2 separate regions of the Hordeum vulgare genome follow, and region 1 is linked to region 2. The links are chromatin contacts, called in public Hi-C maps. All regions are on one chromosome and are shown on one strand. Each heading gives the region's core, a stretch centred on a gene start, on an enhancer-like site or on the middle of the called end of the contact. The rest is flanking DNA. Distances are from core to core; before and after follow the strand shown.

Region 1 (5,544 bases), core at 644-3,143, 150 kb before region 2:
TCTATGGAGATGGCAAACAATTCCCTATTTGTCATTCTTAAATTATGTATGTGCTATGTTTATCTTGCTTGCGAAACGCTTAGATGCGCTTCTTTCCATTTTGGGGCCTCGTTCCCTAAATTGGAAAGGACCGCATCTTATTCGTTACAAGTTGGTATCAGAGTTTTACGCCCATAGGAGCCTTTGTGTGATCGTACTTGGCCGAGTTGAGTCTAGTAAAATCTTTTGAGTCTTAGTTATATCGGAGAGTAGGTTTCTTTTTTCTCCTCTTCCATGCTCTGGTGAGGTTCTCGACTTAGGAAATCTTAATTCTACTCATCTTCTCGCTCAATTTTTTTAGTATCACGCGGGTATTTTGAAATCTATATGATATCGATGTGACGGAGTTCTGTCTTGGCGCCTCCTGTCTGCCTTGATTTCTTTGGAGGAGTTGAGCTCCAGGAGATTCTTGTGCACATCGCCATCATTCAGATTCTGAGTATCTCAGAACGAAGGATGTTCGTAATTGCTTCAATACTAGTAGTGGCGAGATAACCTCGATGTCCCCAGTACTGCCATACTTTGTATCGTTGTGATCACGAGGGTCTGTGTTAGATGAATGTCCGAGATTCTGGTTATGTGTTGACGGATGTGATACATTGGACGGGTTAGTATAGGAGTTGTGTGAATATTACTCCTTGTATCCGTGTACCATATTGCATGACCAGATATTTCGGGAATTCATAGGTGGGATATCAAATAGTGACTTATAGGACAATCTTCCTACAGATGCATGATGTGAGGTTGGGATTCGACATTCAGTGGGTACGTTTGTTTATGGTCGTCTTACAGCGGTTCTCGTTGTGTCTTAAAGAGTCCTTGTAGCTTGCTACGATTTGGGGATGCTTCGTAAGTCGTGTGCACTACCTTGCACATGATGGCTACTGTAAATTCGAGCCCGTGTGATCTTATCCATGAAGATATCGGATGAAATATCGATCATACGTTTGTTCCGAGCAGTTCTAGCTCATACTTGTTTGCAAATGATCTTAATCAGAATTTTGTCGACAGTCACTTTGATGAAGCATTCTTACTATTTTGTTCGAGTGCAATTGCTAATATTCCTGTTCAGATATTCCTGTCTTTTTGATTCAGCTTTACCTTCAATTTATTCTGTGGGCTAATGTGTTGTCCGTCTTCAGGATGACTCCACCAACTCGTCAGAATCCAGGTCGTGAGGGTGCTGAGATGCCGCCACCACCTCCTCCTCCAGAAAATCCTCCTCCTCCGCCCCAGTGGGTTCTTTCTTTTATTTTGGCACCAACCGAGCGGGCCTCCTCCCCCTCGCCGGCCCACCTTCTTTGTTCTCTCGCTAGTTGGGCCGCGTGCTCCTTTCGTTCCCCTCCTGTAGATACCGTTGCTTCTTCCTCTACTTTCCGTCAGGGTTCAGAGAGAAGCGAGACAGAGAGGTCGACGCCGTTGCTCACGGACGTCGAGGCGGCCTCCCTCGCCCCCTATTTATTCCTTAGCGTCCAGGCAGTGCGCTAGGGTTCCTCCAAGCGTCGCCACCTCCTTCCTCTTCCTCCTCCCTCTCTCTGGATCGTCAGTAGGCGGGCCGAGCTCCTCCTCCGCCATGGCCGATCCGTAATGAGCTCGTCGCCATCGTTGTCGTGCACCTCCGTCCTCTCCAAGCAGCCCAGGAGCACGCTGGACCTCAGGGGAGTCCGTTCCCGCGGCTAATCGTCGCCGATCGCCCCTGCTTTCACTACTTCGACGACGACCTTCTTCCGCTCCGACGACCACCTCCGCATCGGCTTCTTCCACGACGTCCCCTGCTTCCTCTCCGACAGGCCCGGTCTCCTCGACCAGTGGGTGAGCAGAAGTATCATCAAAACCGGGATCTCAACAAAAAAAGGAAAAGTATCATCAAAACCACGACAGATGAACAACAATCTGACGGTCGAGAAGCGCGTCGAGACTAACAAACCTGGCCAGCAGTAGTCAGGCAGTAACCAGCTCCCCGTCCCCGAATTCCTCCCCTCCGGCTCCGAGGCCGGAATCCCCAAATCCGGATCAGCCGCAAAGCAAAACGTTCGAAACCCAGACAGAGACGCCCACGCCCAAATCTCTCTCTCTCTCTCTCTCCCCCCTCGCATGCGCGCAGGCGCAGCTACCCGCAGCAGCAGCGAGTCGCCATGATCGTGCGCACCTACGGCCGCAGATCCCGCACCTGCGGCGCCGGCGCCGGCGGAGGCGGAGGCGGAGGCGGAGGGGAGCGCGGCCTCTCGTCCTCGCAGGACGCGTTCGACTTCGACGGCGGGGACGGGGACGACGAGCTGTCGGCGCCGGGGTCGCAGCCCCAGCTTTTCCCGCCGTCGCAGGAGTCCTCCTCGATGTGGGACTTCGACGAGGACCCGCCCACGCAGCCGCCGCCGCCGCCGCCGCGCCGGAAGGGGTGGCGCCGCGGGAGGCACGCCGACCCCGAGCCCGAGCCGGCCACCGCCACGCTCATGGAGGCCGAGGAGTACGGGGAGATGATGGAGAGCGTCGACGAGGTCAATTTCGCGCTCGACGGGCTGCGGCCCACCGCGCCCAGGCGGGTGCGCCGGGCCAGCCTGCTCGCGCTGCTCGGGATCTGCACCTCCGCCGCGCGCCGCCGCGTCCTCCGGGCTCAGGGGTCAGTACGCCTTTCTTTTAAGCGCTCCGTGGGGAACAACAAGTTGGCTTCTTGGTGCCCAATCTTGGCTCTCCGAATCGAGAGCCTCGGGTTAGGGTTACGAAATTGGGGCTTCTTGCGGGCGACCTAGGTTCAAAGATAGGGATCTTGTACGGTTAGGGCTCGGTTTCTTGGGGAAAGGAACCACCTTTTGGCCTTCAAACCACGAACGAGTCCGCTCTGTTTCCTCTGTCTTGTGATGAATATAGCTTAGCTCATGCAGCTAACTCGCGAATATAAATCTTGTTTGCTTGCCTGGCCTGAGCTGTTAGTTCGATTAGCTTGCTTTGTCGGGGTTATTGTGGTAGAATCAAGACTTCACATATCGTGGAGAATCCCCATTGGCTAACTATATCACAACTGGGCTTAAGGAGTATGCACTTGAGTTATCTGCGTCTCAAGCAGGCTGGTCTCTTTGTTTTTGCTAAGACCTCCAGTATCCCGTTACTCCATAAGAAGGAAGCATGGTGATTGGTTGGAAATGTCTAGAAAGACATCTTCCCTGTTGACTTAGGATTTACTCGGGCTTATAGATATGTCTGAAGAGCATTGTTGGTAGAAGTGCCATCCATTGAACTGAGCCGAATATTTTTCTCCTCTGTCCAGGAGAGTATGCATTTTTTTAACCAGACATGCAGTATTTAGGGGTGTGTAGCTCAGTCAACGTAAAAATAGTTATTTCTCAGTCAACATTGATAGCCATCCGATCAAGATCATCTCATCCACTGTGTAGTTGCACAATCTCGATACTAAGACCAAACTATTTTTAGCTGTGACTCAGTTGCCTGGGAAATAGCAATACCGTTTAGCAAAACAAAGGGCATACTTGACGTGAGGATGTTACCTCTGGAATTACTAGATCCTTGCAATGTTTTTTTTACCCATTTCTACATCTGTAGATGGATAAGATTTCTGAAAGTAAATTCTTATTGAACACAATTATTTTAACATGTAACCATCTAATGTTTATCTCAGTATTCTATTGAGTTTGAGGAGTACCAAAATCAATATCACCGTTTAACAAACATTTCATTTTTATTGCTTATCAAATATTACACGTATTCCATCTTATTACTCACAAGTGCATTTTTTGTTATGTCCTGTAGATTGGTAAAGCAAATTATAGATAATGTTTTGGCCCTGAACATTGATGATCCTTCCTGTGGTGTTGCCGCAGCAGCTCTTTTATTTGTTTTGGCAAGTGATGTGAGTACCTCTCAATCCCAAACTATTAGATGATAGGAGTATGTTTCTGTGCATGCTGCTTTCCGTGCATATTAAATATTCTCTTCTCACAAATCACAAAGATACTCATGTCGTGGCAAAGTTATTTATTTATTTTTCTTGTAGGAGTATTCACTTTTTTATTCAATACTAATGCATGATAAAATAACTTCAGTTAGCTACATTACGCTTTATTTTTATCGACAGCTGAACTATATTTATAATTTAAATTTTAACTAGTTTGATATTTACTATTCAGATTTTCATTTGTGAATTACATGTATTGCTAGTTGAATGCGTCTTCCCAACAGTTGCTGCTCTTTTAATACTTTTGAGTTCCGATGAGCATTCCTTCAGCTTCAGTTTCTTCTTATGATCAATCTATCCTTTCTTGTTGTTATTCAGGTACAAGAGAATCATGTGCTAAATTCAGAATCGTGTATTCGGTTTCTTCTGAAATTATTAAATCCTCCAATGGATGCAAATGATGTCAAAGCACCATCTATAGGTTCCAAACTCCTTGGAATCAGTAAAGTTCAAATGTTTAATGGCTCAAATAAGGATTCCGATTCCAGTTCAGAGGATATCACATCAAAAGTTGAAGAAATCCTCTTAAGCTGTAAAGAAATCAAGCCACTTGACAGGGATGGCAAGAGAACATCAAGGCCAGAATTATGTCCAAAATGGCTTGCTTTGTTGACAATGGAAAAGGCATGCTTGTCAACTGTCGCATTAGAGGGTATGATTTTTAATCAATTTCTTGACCACGATTATCCCATTGCCATTATGGTATTCACCGCAATGTACACTGTCAGTTCACAAGTTAAGCATTGCATGCTTTACATGGATGCCTTTGCCTAGCCGCCCTTGTTCCACTTGTGTTAAGTTTTCAGTGATGGCTTGCCTAGCCCAGAATTATGCGCAGCAACCTTTTGTTTTTTTGCTATGGTTACTGAAATATTACTCATATTCAAATGTTTATCTTTTCAGAGACTTCTGACACGGTGACTAGAGTTGGAGGGGATTTCAAAGAAACATTAAGGGCATTTGGTGGCCTTGACAATATTTTTGATGTTATGGTAGATTGTCATTCCTCACTGGAGGTACGATCTTGCTTATCTTTTATTTTTTTTCATAAAATAATTCGGTATTGTATTTTATGGTAATTTGTCCTTCGGCACAGGTTCACAAAAAGAACATTCAAGCAGTCATTATGTGTTCTGTCACAATGCTGAAGAATGGTTGCATGTTTTTGTAGTCTACGTTTTAAGCCCTGACATGCTTGAAGCTGCACACTAAAACTTTGCTGCAGAACAAAATTATGCTGTGATTTTTTCTCTGAATGAAAATTTTAAGTCCCGAATGAAGTCTTAAGAGTGATTCATGAATATCATTTTGGATACGATCTCAAGCATTAATTTTTGAATTTTGAATATCTAGTGATTATATGTGTCCAAGGTGGTAATACTTACATAGGTTTCATGTCATGGAGACATCATATGGTTATTATCCTGTTGAATTCTACAATTTCCAGCTACGCAAGCCTTTCTTGGAGTTTAAGTGAATTGAAGCCATTTGTCATATTTCTGGTTTGTGTAGTTTATGACCTGGGTCCCCCGATGTGT
Region 2 (5,140 bases), core at 588-3,087:
ATATTACATCTCGAGATAATCAAAATGACAAGCACAAACAACTTTTTTTAAGCAATTACGGGAAAAAATATGACAACTCAACATATTTAGAACCGGTGATCAAAAGAAATCTTTTTTGATCATCGTTTCTAAATATAACAACTCGGCATAGTTAAACTAACAAGCACAAAAAATAGTTTTCTAGCAAAGTAGTATGTAAACATGAGAAGTTGGCATATTTAAATTGGCAAACACAACCCATGACATTTTTTTATATCATGTATAATGAAAACTGCTGCAAGGCTTTGTACGAAACAATATTAAAAAGTGTCAATCAAGTTATTTTTCTCACACAAGTAAGTGGTTAATAATATGGCAAGTGAGTCAAAAAATGTGGCAAGTATGAATGAAAAAAAAAAGTTGACGAAACATGTCAACATGAGATCTAGTTTCGAAGAACTCATCGTGAGAAAGTCCATGATGAAAGCGGATCATCGATTGAATTAACGGGTTTGTAGATAAAACTTTTTGAATTTCAAACATTAATAGAAATCTTTTCTTGATTTCATCCCATGCATGCATAGGAGAGAGAGAGGGGACTAGCCGCGTTATGACAATACTTAGCTTATTTTTTTAAATGATGATAATACTTAACTTAGTGATATTAATGGATCATGGATTTGCAATGCATGTGTATGCATGTGTACAGCAGCCGCTGCACGGGAACGCTAAGGTGCGGCGCCGCTCCATCCCATGAAAGAATCGACAATTCAAAAGAAAAAACAATAAAGGACTCGACTATAGAGCGACGCCGCACCCGGGTGTTGCGGTGCGGCGGTTCTTATACTAATATGTATGCATGTTGCTATCACGCCGTTGCACATGCACCTAAATATAGACTTAAAGATTCTCTCTAATGCTTGAAATTTAAAAAGTTTTATCTTTAAAACCGTTAATCCAATTGATGATCTGTTTTCACCGTTGGCTTTGTCACGACAAGATCTTCGAAACTAGATCCCATGTCGACATATTTCGATAAACTTTTTTTCCTCCCCTAATTGCCACATTGTTCCGCTCACTTGCTATATTATTAACCACTTACTTGCCCAATAAAAATAACTTAATTGTCATAATTTTTTATGTCGTTTCGTGCAAAGATTGTCGATGCTTATAAATGAAGTCCCCAAAATGTTTTGATGTGTTTGTCATTTTTATTCTACTAAGTTGTCATGTGGTCTCATAAAGCTTGTACGTGCTTATAAAATCATAGTTGCCACGTATATTTTTTGTGCTTGTCATTTTAATCCTATCTCGTCATCATATTGTCTCAGACAATTTGTCAGTCATTGTAAAATATGACAAGTTGGTATATTTTAAATTGACAGACAGAACCAATGACATGCTTTTATATCATGTATAATGAAATTTGTTACAAGCTTTTGTACGAAACAACATTAAAAAAATGACAATCAAGTTAATTTTTTGAAGGCAAGTAAGTGGTTAATAATATGATAAATGGATCAAAAAATGTGGCAAGTATAAATGAAAAAAAATAGTTGGCGAAACATGTCGACATGTGATCTAGTTTTGAAGAACTCGTCACGAGAAAGCCAATGATGAAAGCAGATCATCGATCGAATTAACGGTTTTGTAGATAAAACTTTTTAAATTTCAAACATCAAAAGGAATCACACGTTGTCTGTAGCATGCAAAACTCTTTCCTCTCCCTAATTTAATGACCCCATACGATATGTTTAAATTAGATGGGTCAGTCCGCCCGCCGCATGGCAACACAGCCGTGCGCACATTGCCAATTAGATTTTCCGAACAATAAAATACGAAAGTACACTCTCCGATACATGTTACTTCGTCGGAGCAGATAAAGCAAACCAGGCCACAGAATGTACTCTACAAAGGAACTTGGCAAACACCGCCGAAACAAACCACCGCCGGCAGCCGCCGGCCACCGTTTCGCCCGAGTCCAGTCACCTCCCTCCACGCCCTTCCGTCCGCGCGCGCATGCGCATCCAGTCAGCGCGCGCTCGCCCGCCCGCTTCCGCTTCCACCCTCGCGACTTTATCCACTCTCACCAACGGAGCTTCATCCCCCCGGCCTCCGGATTCTCTCGCCCCAGACCGAACAACCCCACGTTCGCCACGTGCGCGCGCGCCACCGCCTCGCCGTCCCGGCCAATGATCTAGAGCCTCGCGGATCTGACGCGGCGCCCCCGCCCCGCCTCCGCGGTCCGGCCACCGTCTCGGTCGCTTGCCGAGCTAGGCGCGCGCCTCCCCGCCCGCCGTTCGTGCCGCCCTCGCCGGCTCAGGGGGGCGCGTGCGGCGAGTCCGCCCATGGGGACGCTCGTGTGGCTGAGGCCGACCGCGGCCCCGGCCGTCCCCGCCGGTCCCTCCGTCGCCCACGGTACGCGACGCGGCTCGACGATTAGATTACCTCTGGAGAAAGCCCAGCGATGCTGCTGCTGATCCTATCTTATCTGGTGTTTGGTTTCTGTTTCGCTCTTCTGCAGTGGTGGCTGCCGCTGGTATGAAGGGCCGGACTCGGTGGGTGTCCGTGGCGTCCCGCTGCCCTAGCCCGCGGGTGCTCCAGGCGGGGAGGTGCCGGTGGCTGGTTGTCAGGTCGGGTGTCACCGCCGCTGCCGCCGATGACCCCGAGGATTCGTCGCGGCTACCAGGTTTCAGGCCTCCTCCCATCTCTAGAGCCAAATGCTTCGAACTTCTTATTATGCCAGTGCCCGCGTAGCTGAGCTGTGCTAGCTAGAAAATTACATTGACATGTACTGTAGTTTTACGAAATATGGAAGTTATGGAGCGTATGTGAACCTGCAATGTTGCCGTTGCTAGTGCCTAGTGCCCTGTGAGTTAGGTGAATTTGGACAAACCAATAATGCAGAAACTCAAACTATTGTCCCAACCCTTCATTTCACGATGGGCCAGAGGATAGGATTTGATACTTTCCTCCCTTCTGTTTAACCAATATATGATGGATTGTAGGCTTATAATTGTTACGTCTACTGATGTGAAAGGTGTCATTACAGGTTTTAGATTAGTTTCAGAGGGAGAACAACAGTTGTTAAGTTGTAGACCTTACTGATCAGAACGTACGTATTAGGAAAATCATCTCCACGTATTTTGCAAACATTCTGTGGGTGAAAATGAAATCATTCAAATTATATACTAGCTGGATTTTTTTTTGTGCCCACTTTTTGTTGTTGGTGAGAAGACTTGCTTATATTTATTTATTTAACCAGAGCTTCAAGTGGCTTCGAGGATCAGAGGGTTCTTCTTCTACACTGTGACTGCTGTTGCGGCGATCTTTTTGTTTATAGCTATGGTTGTGGTTCATCCACTTGTGCTCTTGTTTGACCGACACCGTAGGAGAGCCCAGCACTATATCGCAAAGATTTGGGCTACTTTGACAATTTCCATGTTCTACAAGCTTGAAGTCGAGGGAACGGAGAATCTACCTCCCAATAGTAGCCCTGCTGTCTATGTTGCTAACCATCAGAGCTTCTTGGATATCTATACCCTTCTAACTCTAGGAAGGTGCTACAAATTTATAAGCAAGACCAGTATCTTTATGCTTCCAATTATTGGGTGGGCAATGTATCTCCTGGGTGTCATTCCTTTACGACGGATGGACAGCAGGAGTCAGCTGGTATGGCCTTAGCCTTACCCCTTCCTTTGTCAGTAGACTCTGAAATTGCGATAATCTTTTGATTGAATATAAGTTGTGGATTACCTGTATTTTGTGCCACTGAAGAAGTTCTTATTTTATTTGGTAATTCTTTGCATATCCTGTTTGTTAGCGCAGCTCCTGCATCTTACGTGAAGTGTACAGGCATACGCCCAAGCCTGATAACCATTTTGTGTAGTTTAGTTTTCAACATTAATGTCATTTTTTGTTCAATGTCTTCCTATTATAGGGTTTACCCATTTTGCACTCCATGTTGAACATACCATCTATCCTCTAAATTCAGGACTGTCTAAAACGGTGTGTGGATTTGGTGAAAAGGGGGGCATCTGTATTTTTCTTTCCAGAGGGAACTCGAAGTAAAGATGGAAAGCTAGGTATATTCAAGGTTAGGTTCCGTCGAAAGAGATCCAACTCGCGTGTATTATGCTCTTAACTTTCAATTCGATGAAGTAATGACATTTTATAATTATCCCAGCGAGGAGCATTTAGTGTCGCAGCGAAGACTGGGGTTCCTGTGATACCTATTACTCTTCTCGGGACAGGGAAACTGATGCCTCCTGGAATGGAAAGCAACCTTAATTCAGGTTCAGTAAAAGTCATCATTCACCATCCAATTGAGGGGAATGATGCAGAGAAATTATGTACCGATGCAAGGAATGTGATAGCAGACACTCTTCTTCAACATGGTTATGGAGTGCACTAACGGAAGTGGGTGAATTTTCCTGTTCAATGGATCATGGAACCTAGTTTGCCGAAACGTGTCGACTCAAGGCAAAGCCAGTTTACAGGTACTAGTTATTGACCAGTTCGATATTCTGAGAACCAATAGGAAATGCTATTTGCTTCTTAAGAAAAAGAATTTTTTGAAATGAAAGAGCTTCCACGGGCGTCAGATATTATCTCTCCAAATAAGGTTCATGTAGCATAATGGTATGACTGCGCGAGACATATCTTCAGTTTAAACTTTAAGAAAAAGGACTCCTTCAGTTTGAATATTTGCCACACATTTAGAGGTTTGAGATTGTTATCTCCACTGCATGGAGGCATGAGACGAGTGTCGTAATAAGAGACTGAATATAACACAGATGTATTTGGTGGAGGAAATACTTGTAAGTACTACGTATTTATTAAAAGGAAGAACTCCAAAGATCTACCCTTGTTTGTGCAGCTGGTAGAGGTGCTGAGTGCAGGCATTCCTTTTGCTCCAGAATGAGGACACAGGCTGAAGGAAGAATAAAAACGCCTTGTGCTTGTTAGTTGCTGTTTGTGACTTGTAAAATAGGCTTTGATGTAGTTTATCTTCCACAAATTGTAGTTTGCAGTTTTGGCCTTGTTCTATACGTATTATTTAACATGACAAAGATGTGGTGTGGCGAATAACTCATCTCGATTTTGATGTTGCCATATTCTACATACTGAGAAGATAACAAAGATTTTTTTTTTTCTGCGG

What was found. Hi-C and Micro-C count contacts between places; a contact is called where the count stands out from the background.
Region 1: a Hi-C map of leaf shows a contact between it and region 2, with 2.8 times the contacts expected there. The contact joins the promoter of LOC123432717 here to the promoter of LOC123432695 in region 2. A contact is called at or near these places in 4 of 6 Hi-C or Micro-C datasets (leaf and seedling).

The regions. Positions count from the first base shown.
Region 1 is chr1H:308,156,927-308,162,470 of MorexV3_pseudomolecules_assembly, reverse strand. It overlaps LOC123432717 (wings apart-like protein 2), which reads left to right and starts at 1,893. Exons shown (of 13, transcript XM_045115413.1): 1 at 1,893-2,656; 2 at 3,802-3,901; 3 at 4,325-4,658; 4 at 4,910-5,022. The coding sequence starts at 2,175.
Region 2 is chr1H:308,004,799-308,009,938 of MorexV3_pseudomolecules_assembly, reverse strand. LOC123432695 (1-acyl-sn-glycerol-3-phosphate acyltransferase BAT2, chloroplastic) reads left to right here and starts at 1,837. Exons shown (of 5, transcript XM_045115409.1): 1 at 1,837-2,397; 2 at 2,504-2,668; 3 at 3,245-3,651; 4 at 3,974-4,075; 5 at 4,166-5,140. The coding sequence starts at 2,328. The coding sequence ends at 4,393.